3 separate regions of the Mus musculus genome follow, and regions 2 and 3 are each linked to region 1. Evidence: chromatin contacts called from public Hi-C data. All regions are on one chromosome and are shown on one strand. The core of a region is the stretch at or near the end of the contact, and the rest is flanking DNA. Distances in the headings are between cores, read along the strand shown. Region 1 has its middle 93 kb from the start of Gm41945. Region 2 overlaps Nckap5 (NCK-associated protein 5). Region 3 overlaps Nckap5 (NCK-associated protein 5).

Region 1 (3,355 bases), core at 795-3,294:
GTCAATATCTGGTCATCGATAGTGTGAAAACGCTAAATTGAAACCCTACAAAGGAGGATGTGGTGGAGAGAAAAGATGCTCTATCTTCTTTCTGAAGAAAAAAATTCCTATTTTAAAAGGTTTGTTTTGTTTTTATGTGCATGTGTATTCATATTCTCTCTCGCTCACTCTCTCTCTTGCTCTCTCTCTCTTCCCTTCTCTGTGTGCATAGGTACTCATGGAATTCAGAAGAGGGCATCAGATTGCCTCCAGCTGGGCTTACAGATATTTGTGAGCCACCTGACATGGATGCTGGGAACAGAACCCTAGTCCTTTGCAACAGTGGTACTCACTCTTAGCCAGCCCTAGAAAAATCTCTTTTCACAGTGAGTCCATGGATAACTAGCAACTCCTTTTAAGTTAGTGATCCTACATTCTAGGTACTCAGCTGCTACCATGAGAGGCTAGGCTGTCAGGTGAGACAAGAAAACTGTCCGCAAGATGAACAGTGCTCCCACTCCAGATGAACAGTGCTCCTACTCCAAAGCCATATCGACACCCCAAAGAAAAGATGGTTCTCTTCCACAGGTCAGATTCACGGCAGAATCTACCTACCTACAACATTGAGGAGGAAATACTATTGTCTCTGCTCTTCCCTTCATCGCCGCTGTGTGGAGGGACCACATCTCTCCCCACACCAAAGTTCCGCCAAATGTTATCTGCATAGGCATCACCAAAACCTGCCTTGGCTCTTTTTATGGAACTTGAAATCTTTTTAATTGAGACAACACCCAGCCGACCAGCCACGGGCTTGCTGCACTGGGCTTTAAGTTAGTTTGACGTTAGCCTCCTACGTGTTACCAAACGCCTGTGTGGGTGCTGCCTTCTGTCTCGTTTAACACTGCAAGATCTCAAGTGCAGGACATTCCAAACCCATCGGCCTTCTCGTTTCTCTGCTCCAAAGCGTCATTCATTCGGAGGCTCTCTTGCGTTTCATATTCATTCTTTTCTACTCCCCTCCCTCCTCAAATTTTCTCATTATAGTCTGACCCTTTAAGCACAGTGTTATCTGGTTATCATTGAAAATTGCAAAATCTATAGCATAAATATAAAAACAACGTGTATATCTTAACTGTGTATCTTATTTTTAAAACGTGTGCTAGCAGACATTAGTTGTATATCTCAATGTATTCAGTGTGTTCTTCTCCTAAAAGAACGTTCGTTCATTTAGTTATTGGAGGGGGGGCACACACATGCTTGGCTCTCAGATGGGGGTCAAACATAGCTTGGGAAAATCAGTTCTCTTTCCAGCACCTACGTAGGGTCTCGGGATTGGATTTAGATCCGTCAGTTCCTCTGGCTTGACAGCAAGCCCCCTTCCCCACTGAGCCATCTTCCCAGCCCCACGTCTATATGTAAAACCGTTTTAACAGATACGCTGCACTGTTTCACAGGCCACGGGTGCCCTTTCTGAGTTAAACCTCTGTATCCAAGAAGATAAAGCATCTGGACTTGTTCACTTCCTCTCAGCTATTTGGACATCCGCATAGTCCCGGAGATGTTACTCACCAGGTTTTTAAAATAAATAAAATAAATAAAATACTATTTCCATTTGCCCAGGTGGCAAGATTACATTTCAGGATTGAAAGACAGGAGAAAGGAGGAGGGGGGATTGCTGACACAACATCTGCACTCTCTCTCTCTCTCTCTCTCTTTTTTTTTTTTTTTTTTTTTTTTGGTGGAATTTCATCACATTTCTGCTTGCAGCCTAATCATCTTACTGGGAATTAAGAAAACACAGGAATGTTTAAATTGTGCCATGCACCCACAGCTCCTATAAGTCTCGAATTTAATCCTGGGAGGTAGCTTTTCACACCAAGAAATCCCAGGAAGAAACTTCCTTTCTGTGTGTTTTGTGAGCTATGCTCCAAAAACCCATGACCGCATGCCTAAAACTATGGATGCAGCGCCATCTAGCTGCAGCAGTGGGTGGAGCAGGAGCCCAGAATTAGTAGCTTCAACCCTGATCTGCAGCTCACCTAGACAAACAGAAGCAGCTCTGACAATTGCTCACACTGAAATGCCGCTGCTAAGGAGGGAGAGCCCAGAATTCAAGCTGAGCCTGAGATACAGAGCCAGACCTTACGTGACTAATGAAGAACGTGGCTCAGGAGATGGCACAGTTGGTGAAGTACCTGCTTTGCAAGCCTGAGAATCCAAATTCCATACCAGGAATGTCATACGAAAATATCAGGCATGATGGCATGTGCCTGTTATCCTAGAACTGGAGAAAAGGAAATAGGCATATCCAACCTAGCCTACTTGGTGAGCTCCAAGCCAAACAACAAGAGATCCTGTCTCATAACAGCAAGGTGAATGGTACTTGAGAAATAGCTCGGATTGACCTCTGACTTCCACATGCACATGCTTACATGTGCAACAGAAAGGGGGAGAGGGGGAGGGAGAGAGGGAGAGAGGGAGAGAGGGAGAGAGGGAGAGAGGGAGAGAGGGAGAGAGGGGAGAGGGAGAGAGGGAGAGAGGGAGAGAGGGGGAGAGGGGGAGAGAGGGGAGAGAGGGAGAGAGGGAGAGAGAGAGAGAGAGAGAGAGAGAGAGAGAGAGAGAGAGAGAGAGAGAGAGAGAGGAGAGAAGCCCACTTTGCAGAAACACTGTGAAGTCTGGCATCATCAGAAGAAGAGCCAGGACATAAAAGCACAGCCCCTTGCTAGCATCACTCCCCCCCACTAGCTGGCTGTGGCTTCTCATACTGTCCTGAGCTCAGAGTCCCTCAAGGAGATTCAGGATGATAACTGTCATGCATTCAGTAGACTGTCGGCTGCACTCACTGCCTAATAAAACAGTCATATGCTTGAGGATATGGGGGAGGGGCTTGGTACCACTGTGGAGAGCTGAAGTCTAGGGAGCCTTGGCATGGGTCTGATCTGTGCCCACGGCATGGGCACAATCCACTCTCTTTTTTTATTTGAGCTTTTGATCAAATGACCCAGTGGCAGCATCCCCGGGTGCTCTAAGCACAACGTTTAAGATAAAGTGCCCTCTGAGAACCTATTTAACACTTGGCTACTCTCTATTTCTTGAGACTACTCAGTTACATCTACGGTAATCAGCTCAAAGAGCAGCCATTAACATGCATACAGATGAAACTGATTTTCCCTGAAACACCCTTTTCAGTGCTTTCCAAGGAGGCCTGTCTAACAGCAGACCCACGTTCTGGAATGAGTTCCATCTGGTAACTGAACTGTCCTTTGTCTTGGCTTCCTGTCCTGACCTCTGCCTGGCTATGTCTCTAGCTGGCCACCTCCATCTCCTTCCTGTCATAGCTCCTTCTTCCCTGGTCTGAAGACTGGTTTCTGTAGTG
Region 2 (3,476 bases), core at 228-2,727, 330 kb before region 1:
ACTCCCGATGCTATTTATGAAGTAGGAATCACACCAGGCCTAACAGACGCAAGCTAGAGATCTGTAGACACATCGATTCCATCGGTGATCTATTTGCACACACCCCTGGGACTCAAATTAAGGTGTCACTCTAAACTGAGCCGGGCTTTTGATTTTCTGAGATCAAAACACTTCATGTCGGAAACCTGTTCCCTTTGGTTCCCACATGGCAAATAACTCAAGTGGAATCATTTGCCCCAGGGGCTGCCCTCTGTCCCCATTACCACTGAGCAGCAAAAGACAAAAAACAGAGGGATGCAGGGGAGTGGATTCAGTTCACTTCTTGACAGGCGGAAAAATAAAAACACACTATGAAAACCAACTTCTTTATTTAGGTCTGCTGTTAAGTTAGTTTATATAGCATTTAGTCTATCCAATACACGGCTCTAGCCTCTCTACCGCCGTGTACAGAAGGCCTCATTTACAGTTTCCTCTGCATGCTTACTCTATTTTGTTTTTACTTATTTAGTGTGTGTGTCTGTCTGTGTGTGTGTGTGTGTGTGTGTGTGTGTGTGTGTGTGAGTGTGTGCACTTTCGGTAGACAACCTCTGGTATGTGTCTTCACTTTTCACATTGCTTGTGATCAGGGTCTCTTAGTGATTCTCTACAACATACTCTAGGCATGTTTCAGAGAATATTCTACTATTTTTACATATCTTTTAAGACATAAGTTAACTTCCCAGGAGAGCTAAATGCCACTTCACTTCAGGAGCAGGTGCAGGTCCTGGCTAATGACCCCACCCACACAATCAAAAGTTCACTGGTAGGCATTGTCTAGTTTTCTGACCTACAATGGGCCTGCTCTGATCTTAGCTGTTTTACAAATCAATAAATACATAGCCCGAGCTGTTTCTGCCCATTGTCCCCCAAGTGACTCTCATTGGGTTACATGGATTAATCCAATCCAGTAGCTCCCTCGAATTCTGCCTCGGTGCCCGCTGCAGAAGTATGTCTGTTTGTATCTTATCATTGGCCAAAAATGTCAAGTAAGGGACTGGCAAGATAGCTCAGTGGGCAAAGGTGCCTGCTAACAAGCCTGAGGACTTGAGCTCAATCCCCAGGCCCCATATGTTAAGGGACAAAAACTGACTCCTCAATATGTCCTCTGACCTACACACACACACACATACACACACACACACACACACACACTAAATAAGTAAATAAATTTCAAAAAGTGGAAAAAAAGAAAAAAGATTGTATCCTGGAGTTCCTTACAAAGCGCTGTAGTCTGCTATCTGGTAGCCACTGTTACCAGTGGCCACTAATCTGACCACAGCCTGTGCCTTTGTAAACCACACATATAAGGTGCTCCCTGTACTATATTAAAAGAATCATCTATTGCACTTAAATCAGGTCACCATATACAAAGCACAGAATCGGCTCCCTCTGCGTGGAGCATCAGCTGGACTCTGAGATAAGGCATCTGGTGAGGCTGAGTCCCCTCCAAGTTTTCTGCTGCAAGCGTGTGACAGCCAGCTGGCAGAGCAGCTGCAGGCTCAGGTCATCTGGGGAGCCAGATGACCATAACTCTCTCAGATAATATATTCAAAGGTCAAAGGGCCTCTGGCTCTTACTTTAAACAAGTGTGCTTGGTCACCAGGGGTTCCATTGACCAGTGGGCAGCAGAACATGCTGGTAAATTGCAGATACCTTAATTAAGCTAAACTCCAGCCCCACAAAAATCAGCCTGAACCACAAGAAGGTATTTTAACGTCATATTCAAACCCTTGCAAACCATGCCTCCTATATACCACAGTTCTGCTCGTGAGCCTTTCAAGGAGAGCTTCTCTCTCTCTCTCTCTCTCTCTCTCTCTCTCTCTCTCTCTCTCTCTCTCTCTTTTGTTTCTTTGTTTTTTTTGTTCTTTGAAAAAATGAATTCACTTGAATGCCTGTACAGGTACAATACAGATGAACTTCAGTTTTCATTCCAGAGGTGCACACATCTGGACTTGTGAAGTGGGTAAAGGCTTTGATGACATGAGTTTGATTCCTGGGATCCACATGATGGAAGGAGGAAACTGACTAGCACAAGCTGTCTTCTGACCCCCCATCCCCAAACACACACACAAGAATTCATATGTATGCACATGATAAATAGAGAGATCTAGGGTCCAGGGAGTTGGCTCATTGGGTAAAGGCACGAATTACCAAGCTTGACAACCTGAGTTTGATCGACAGGACCCCAGTAGAAGGAAAAATACTAATCCCCACAAGTTGTCCTCCGACTGCCACATGTGCACTACGGTATACAAGCACACAAAGTAAGTTAAACTGTAATGAAAATAAAATAAAATAGCTGGGCTGATAATCCTGAGGTTCCCTCTGCCCCTCATGGCCTGGTGGTTGACTATTGCTCGATAAACACCCAGGGACCCCTCCTCTGGGTCAGACACTGAGTGGGGCTCTGGACCCAGTGAGATAAAGTGCCCTGTTTGGAGAGCAGCTCAACATCTTTTATTAGCTACTCGCCAGAATCCAGAAAATGAGAAACGTCCTATATGCATGGAGCAGACGTGAATTCTGAAAAACAAAGACAGCCTATCAATTCCCCAAGGAAAACAAATGCCATGCATTTGTGGTGCTTAAAAAAAAAAGAAAAGGAAAGGGGAAAAAAGGTATCCTCATTTATTTCCATTTGTGTGTGTGTTTGTGTGCGCACACTAGAACATGCACACTAGCATGTGACTGTGTATGTCTGTGCCCTCAGAAGCTAAGAGAGGACATTGGGTATCCTCTATCATTTTCCATCTATACCTTTGAGTCAGGGTCTAAACTGACCCAGAGCCTCAAGTTTTTTAGCCTAGGCTGAAAGCCAGCAAGCCCCAGTGCTCCTCCTGTCTTTGCAACACCCTTGGAGCTGGGGTTACAGACACGCATATACTAGACTCCCAGCTTGTTACATGAGTGCTTTGATGTGAGCTCCAGGCCTCAGAATTGCGCTGCAAGCTTTCTTAACCACTGAGCTATCTCTCCAACTGCCTTTTCATGTTTCTGATAACTGAGTGCCTTTAATGAGAAAACCTGTCTTCTGTGCTCTTAGTGGGAAGGACCCCAGCAAACAGAAGCCCTGGACTAGGGTCAGGGAGATGGCTCAGAGGGCAAAGCGTTTGCTGTACAAGCGTGAGAATCCCATGCACCCACATAAAAGCCAAACACAGCGGCAGTGCACCTCTGTCTGTGTAACCCCAGCCATGGGGGAGCAGGACAAAGACCGGCAAGTCCTTGGGCTCCTGGCCAGTCAGCCATCCTAGCTTACATAGCCAGCCCCAGCCTCATTGGAGACCCCATCTCAAAAAGAAAAATAAGGTGAAAATAGAGATACTGATGTGGACTCCATGCATGCAGTAAGGAGTATACAGCTCACTGCTCACATGGACACCCAGGAACAAAGTCCCAGACATTGGGTCCCCTTTGCTGTTACTCTGAAGTCACAG
Region 3 (3,578 bases), core at 518-3,017, 460 kb before region 1:
ATATCACACAACCCTATAAATATTTACATATCAAAATATCACACTGACTCATAAACGCATCATTGGAAATAAAAATTATTTTAAGAGCACTAAGACAAATTACATCACTCATACAGCCTTTCCTATCTGAACAATCAATCAGTCTAATATACCTATGAAAGCCCATTCAACGTATCATGTTTTGTCATATTCAAAATAACCTCTCTTAAAAGTCCTGAAAAGAATTTTCAATCAGCAGTTGCCTCCAAGTTAACATCCATATATGGATCACACTATCAAGGTACAAGGTAAATCACAATAAAATAAATAGTTTCAATGAGTGCCTCAGATTGCAAAGACTGATGGACTCCAGCTGACCCAGCAAGGCAAGAGGATGTCCAAGAGCACACAACATGAGAGCACACAAAATGCAGGTCCCAGGTTTAGAAATATATTCTCCAAAACACCATACCACTCAATTCTAGAATCCTGAATTCCTAAGACTCTTTCTGCTAATTCATTTCTCCCCACGTCCTCTCTCCTCTTTGAGAATCACATTACAGGGAAGGGAAGGTCTGAGAGGGCCAGCTGGATTCTGACTTTTCTGATATCCCTAAGTTTTCAAACCAACCAGTCACTTTACAACCCAGTAACTAATTTCCCTCAACCCCTGCTACTTTTCATTCAGACTCTATTCATGTACTAAATTCCAAAGCATGTTAAACGGAATTGAACATATCTTATTCATCTTTATTCAAAGGCAAACCCAGGCTTCCATCACATTTTTTTAAAATGATCAAAATCAGGCACAATGGATTGTTGGCACAAGTCTCATTTTTGCAAATAAAAATTCATACTCACCTGGGAGACATTTCCATCTGCTTCTGTTGGTCTGGTTTCCACATCTGAACTTTAATTATTACATGTAGGCATATCACCCATATCTTCTACCAAAAGATAATCCTGCCTTACTTCATCAAAAGGTGATACCAAAATAATAAAGTAAGATATTTTTCCCAAATCACAGCTTATAATCCAGGCAGCAGTATATAAACTAGGTAAGAAGATAAATATAAGAACTTAAAATAAAACAAATTTTAGAAAAATATTACAAATTTTATTCTCACTGCACTGAGGATGAAGTCTCATAGTTACATACTCTCTAGTTACAGATATAGTCATGCACATGAGCCATCTATTCTGTGAAATCCCCAAATCCAATCCTTATGAATGGGGACATATTGGAATTAGTATGAAAAATAATGGTGAAAGTAAAAACAGTAGTATAAAAATATTAAGCACATACATGTTGGCCAGACATATGGAGATCAAAGAACATATGTTTGTGGTATAGCATAGTAGGCCAGTATATATTAGCATGGAATCTGGCAGAGACAAACCTGGCTTGCATCAAAGTCCTGATGAAATAGCCAAAACCTCAGTATAGTATCCAGACACTTCCTCTTGGCCACACCCCACCTCTGATTCCCCCACCCCCTACCAAAGTAGCTAGATAACTGATTCATTCCATTTTCATCCAGATGGTGGGCGTCCTGAACAGACTTTGGATGCTGACGGAGTCTTGGGCATGCTTATTCAACGAGCCTTGAAAGGCATTATTCACTAATTTCATGTGGAAATGAAATTTCAACTTCCCATTGTGTACAAATAACTTGCCCACTTAGGCCACATACAAAAAAAAAAGTGCTTTTTTTTTTTTCCTTTGCCAGGCAGGAGGAGACGGCTGGAATGTAAAAGCCTTCCAGTGTGTGTCTCTGGCTCAGACCCAAGATGGCATATGGCAGTGCCACCAACCTCCTCCATAGGAAATCTTGGGTAACACTTTAAGCAAGTCCTGATAATGTGATTTACAAAGCACTCATTGGACGGATGGTGTCTGCCTCTATTTTCCTTCAAAGCAGGATACTCACTACAGACACAGACAGACAATATGCAGATATGCACACAGACACACAGACACACAGACACACACACACACACACACACACACACATCTTTTAATGTTGACTCTCTTATAGAAAAGAAAATTTGGACTAAGAATCTCCAGTTTGTGAATTTTCCAAAATATCTTACCTTACTATTCTCTTGGTCAAGAATTGAATCTTCAACAAATTTTTCCCTTTCTGCTTCTTGTGTGGAACCAGCAGGCACAGTTAACTGGCTTCTGGAGAGACTTTTGGGTCTTTCAATTTAACCCCTAGGCTCTGTCTGGAGCATTCCAGTGTTGGACTGTGAACTATGCCTGCTTCCTGCAGCTTCTTTACAGGAACTGTTTGCTGCTCAATATCAGAGGGATTGTTTCCCTCCCTTGTTTGGATTTTATGTCCCAGTTCACAGGGCTTCTGAACAGCAATCAATAAGCACCCATATGGAGACAACCCTCTCTCGCCCCCACCATTCCCATAAGGAACACGTAGTGTCTTAAAGACACCATCAAAATTCAGTAAAGACTTTCATCTCTGGAATCTGACTTTGGACCTTTCCCAAGAAGCCTTGTTTGGATAGTGTTTGCACAATGTAATTTGTATTTATAAACATGGCCCTTTATCTAGTCTTCAGCAGCTCATATAAGAAGCCCTGTTCCTGGGTCTGACATTTTTTACAGAGGAAGTTCCCAGAGCTGTAAGATAGGGCTGATGATGGAGTCTTCTCTCCTGATTTGGGGTTAGAAGGCTTTTTCTCCTCTTGTCCTGTCACTGATGCTGTATATATCTGTCTGCAAAAATTGGGGCTCTTTCAGCCCCATGGCTGTAAGAGGATGGATACATCTTCCTCAGCCTCCCCTCACAAACAGATTTCGCAATAAGCTGAGTGATGCAGGGGGATTTTAGGTATGGAAATTATAAAACAACAACAATAAAAAACACAGTTAAGACAAAAAAAAAACAGTCCAATTTCTATTTTTAGTTCTTTGACCCATTTTTGAAAAGAAGCAAATGCTGTCAGTATCAAATTTCATTAAAGAGCATGTTTTATTTTTCTAAACAGTTAAATTAACAGTCCATTTAGAAAGGTCAACTTCTGACTTACTCTTGAAATTACATTCTGCTAGAACTAAAGGGCTCTGGCCTTTCACTTAACAGATGCGATCATCTTTTTACAAGCAAGACACTTACTCCAGGGCTGGGGAAAGGACTCTGAGGATTCTCCCATGGGGCCTGACGACCTAGGTTTGCCCATCAGTGCCCACATATTGGAAAGAGAACAACTTTCACAGTTTTATGCTGACCTTGTCCCATGAACACCCAAACACACACACACACACACACACACAGAGAGAGAGAGAGAGAGAGAGAGAGAGAGAGAGAGAGAGAGAGAGAGAGAAACAGACAGAGAGACAGACAGAGATACAGACAGATAGACACAGAGACAGACACAGAAAGACAGAGATGAATAGGAAGTACTTTTGAAAAAAAAATGACAATCAAAAGCCTTTACAGATCCCAATTGGACACTATACATTAAGAACAAATCGAGAGTTTACTTTTCTTCCATGATATCTTGTAGGTGATCACTGGGAAGGTTTTTTTAGCAGCTTATGTGACAAAGTGCTCCATACAAAAGATCAGAATATTGTG

What was found. A called contact is a pair of places that touch in the nucleus more often than the background predicts.
Region 2: a contact with region 1 is called in a Hi-C map of the N1E-115 cell line, with 5 times the contacts expected there. The contact joins two enhancer-like sites. A contact is called at or near these places in 4 of 484 Hi-C or Micro-C datasets (DN3 thymocytes, the N1E-115 cell line and embryonic stem cells) and 2 of 115 datasets of contacts at active chromatin or transcription factors (differentiating embryonic stem cells and stem cell-derived neural progenitor cells).
Region 3: a contact with region 1 is called in a Hi-C map of the N1E-115 cell line, with 4 times the contacts expected there. The contact joins two enhancer-like sites. A contact is called at or near these places in 3 of 39 promoter capture datasets (the 3T3-L1 cell line, cranial neural crest and hippocampal neurons), 5 of 484 Hi-C or Micro-C datasets (the N1E-115 cell line, cardiomyocytes, forebrain and 2 more) and 5 of 115 datasets of contacts at active chromatin or transcription factors (cardiomyocytes, embryonic basal ganglia, embryonic forebrain and 2 more).

Annotation. Positions count from the first base shown.
Region 1 is chr1:126,929,972-126,933,326 of GRCm38.p6, forward strand. No RefSeq gene overlaps it. Among named protein-coding and RNA genes, the nearest start is that of Gm41945, 93 kb to the right of the region's middle. Within about 2 kb of position 2,045, at least 12 of the 459 cell types and tissues checked have an H3K27ac peak or open chromatin away from gene starts, as enhancers often do. A contact at or near this core is called in the N1E-115 cell line, where this site is marked.
Region 2 is chr1:126,596,069-126,599,544 of GRCm38.p6, forward strand. All of the region lies in intron 2 of Nckap5 (NCK-associated protein 5), which reads right to left. Among named protein-coding and RNA genes, the nearest start is that of Nckap5, 230 kb to the right of the region's middle. Within about 2 kb of position 1,478, at least 14 of the 459 cell types and tissues checked have an H3K27ac peak or open chromatin away from gene starts, as enhancers often do. A contact at or near this core is called in the N1E-115 cell line, where this site is marked.
Region 3 is chr1:126,468,589-126,472,166 of GRCm38.p6, forward strand. The region is part of intron 3 of Nckap5 (NCK-associated protein 5); the gene reads right to left. Among named protein-coding and RNA genes, the nearest start is that of Nckap5, 360 kb to the right of the region's middle. Within about 2 kb of position 1,768, at least 12 of the 459 cell types and tissues checked have an H3K27ac peak or open chromatin away from gene starts, as enhancers often do. A contact at or near this core is called in the N1E-115 cell line, where this site is marked.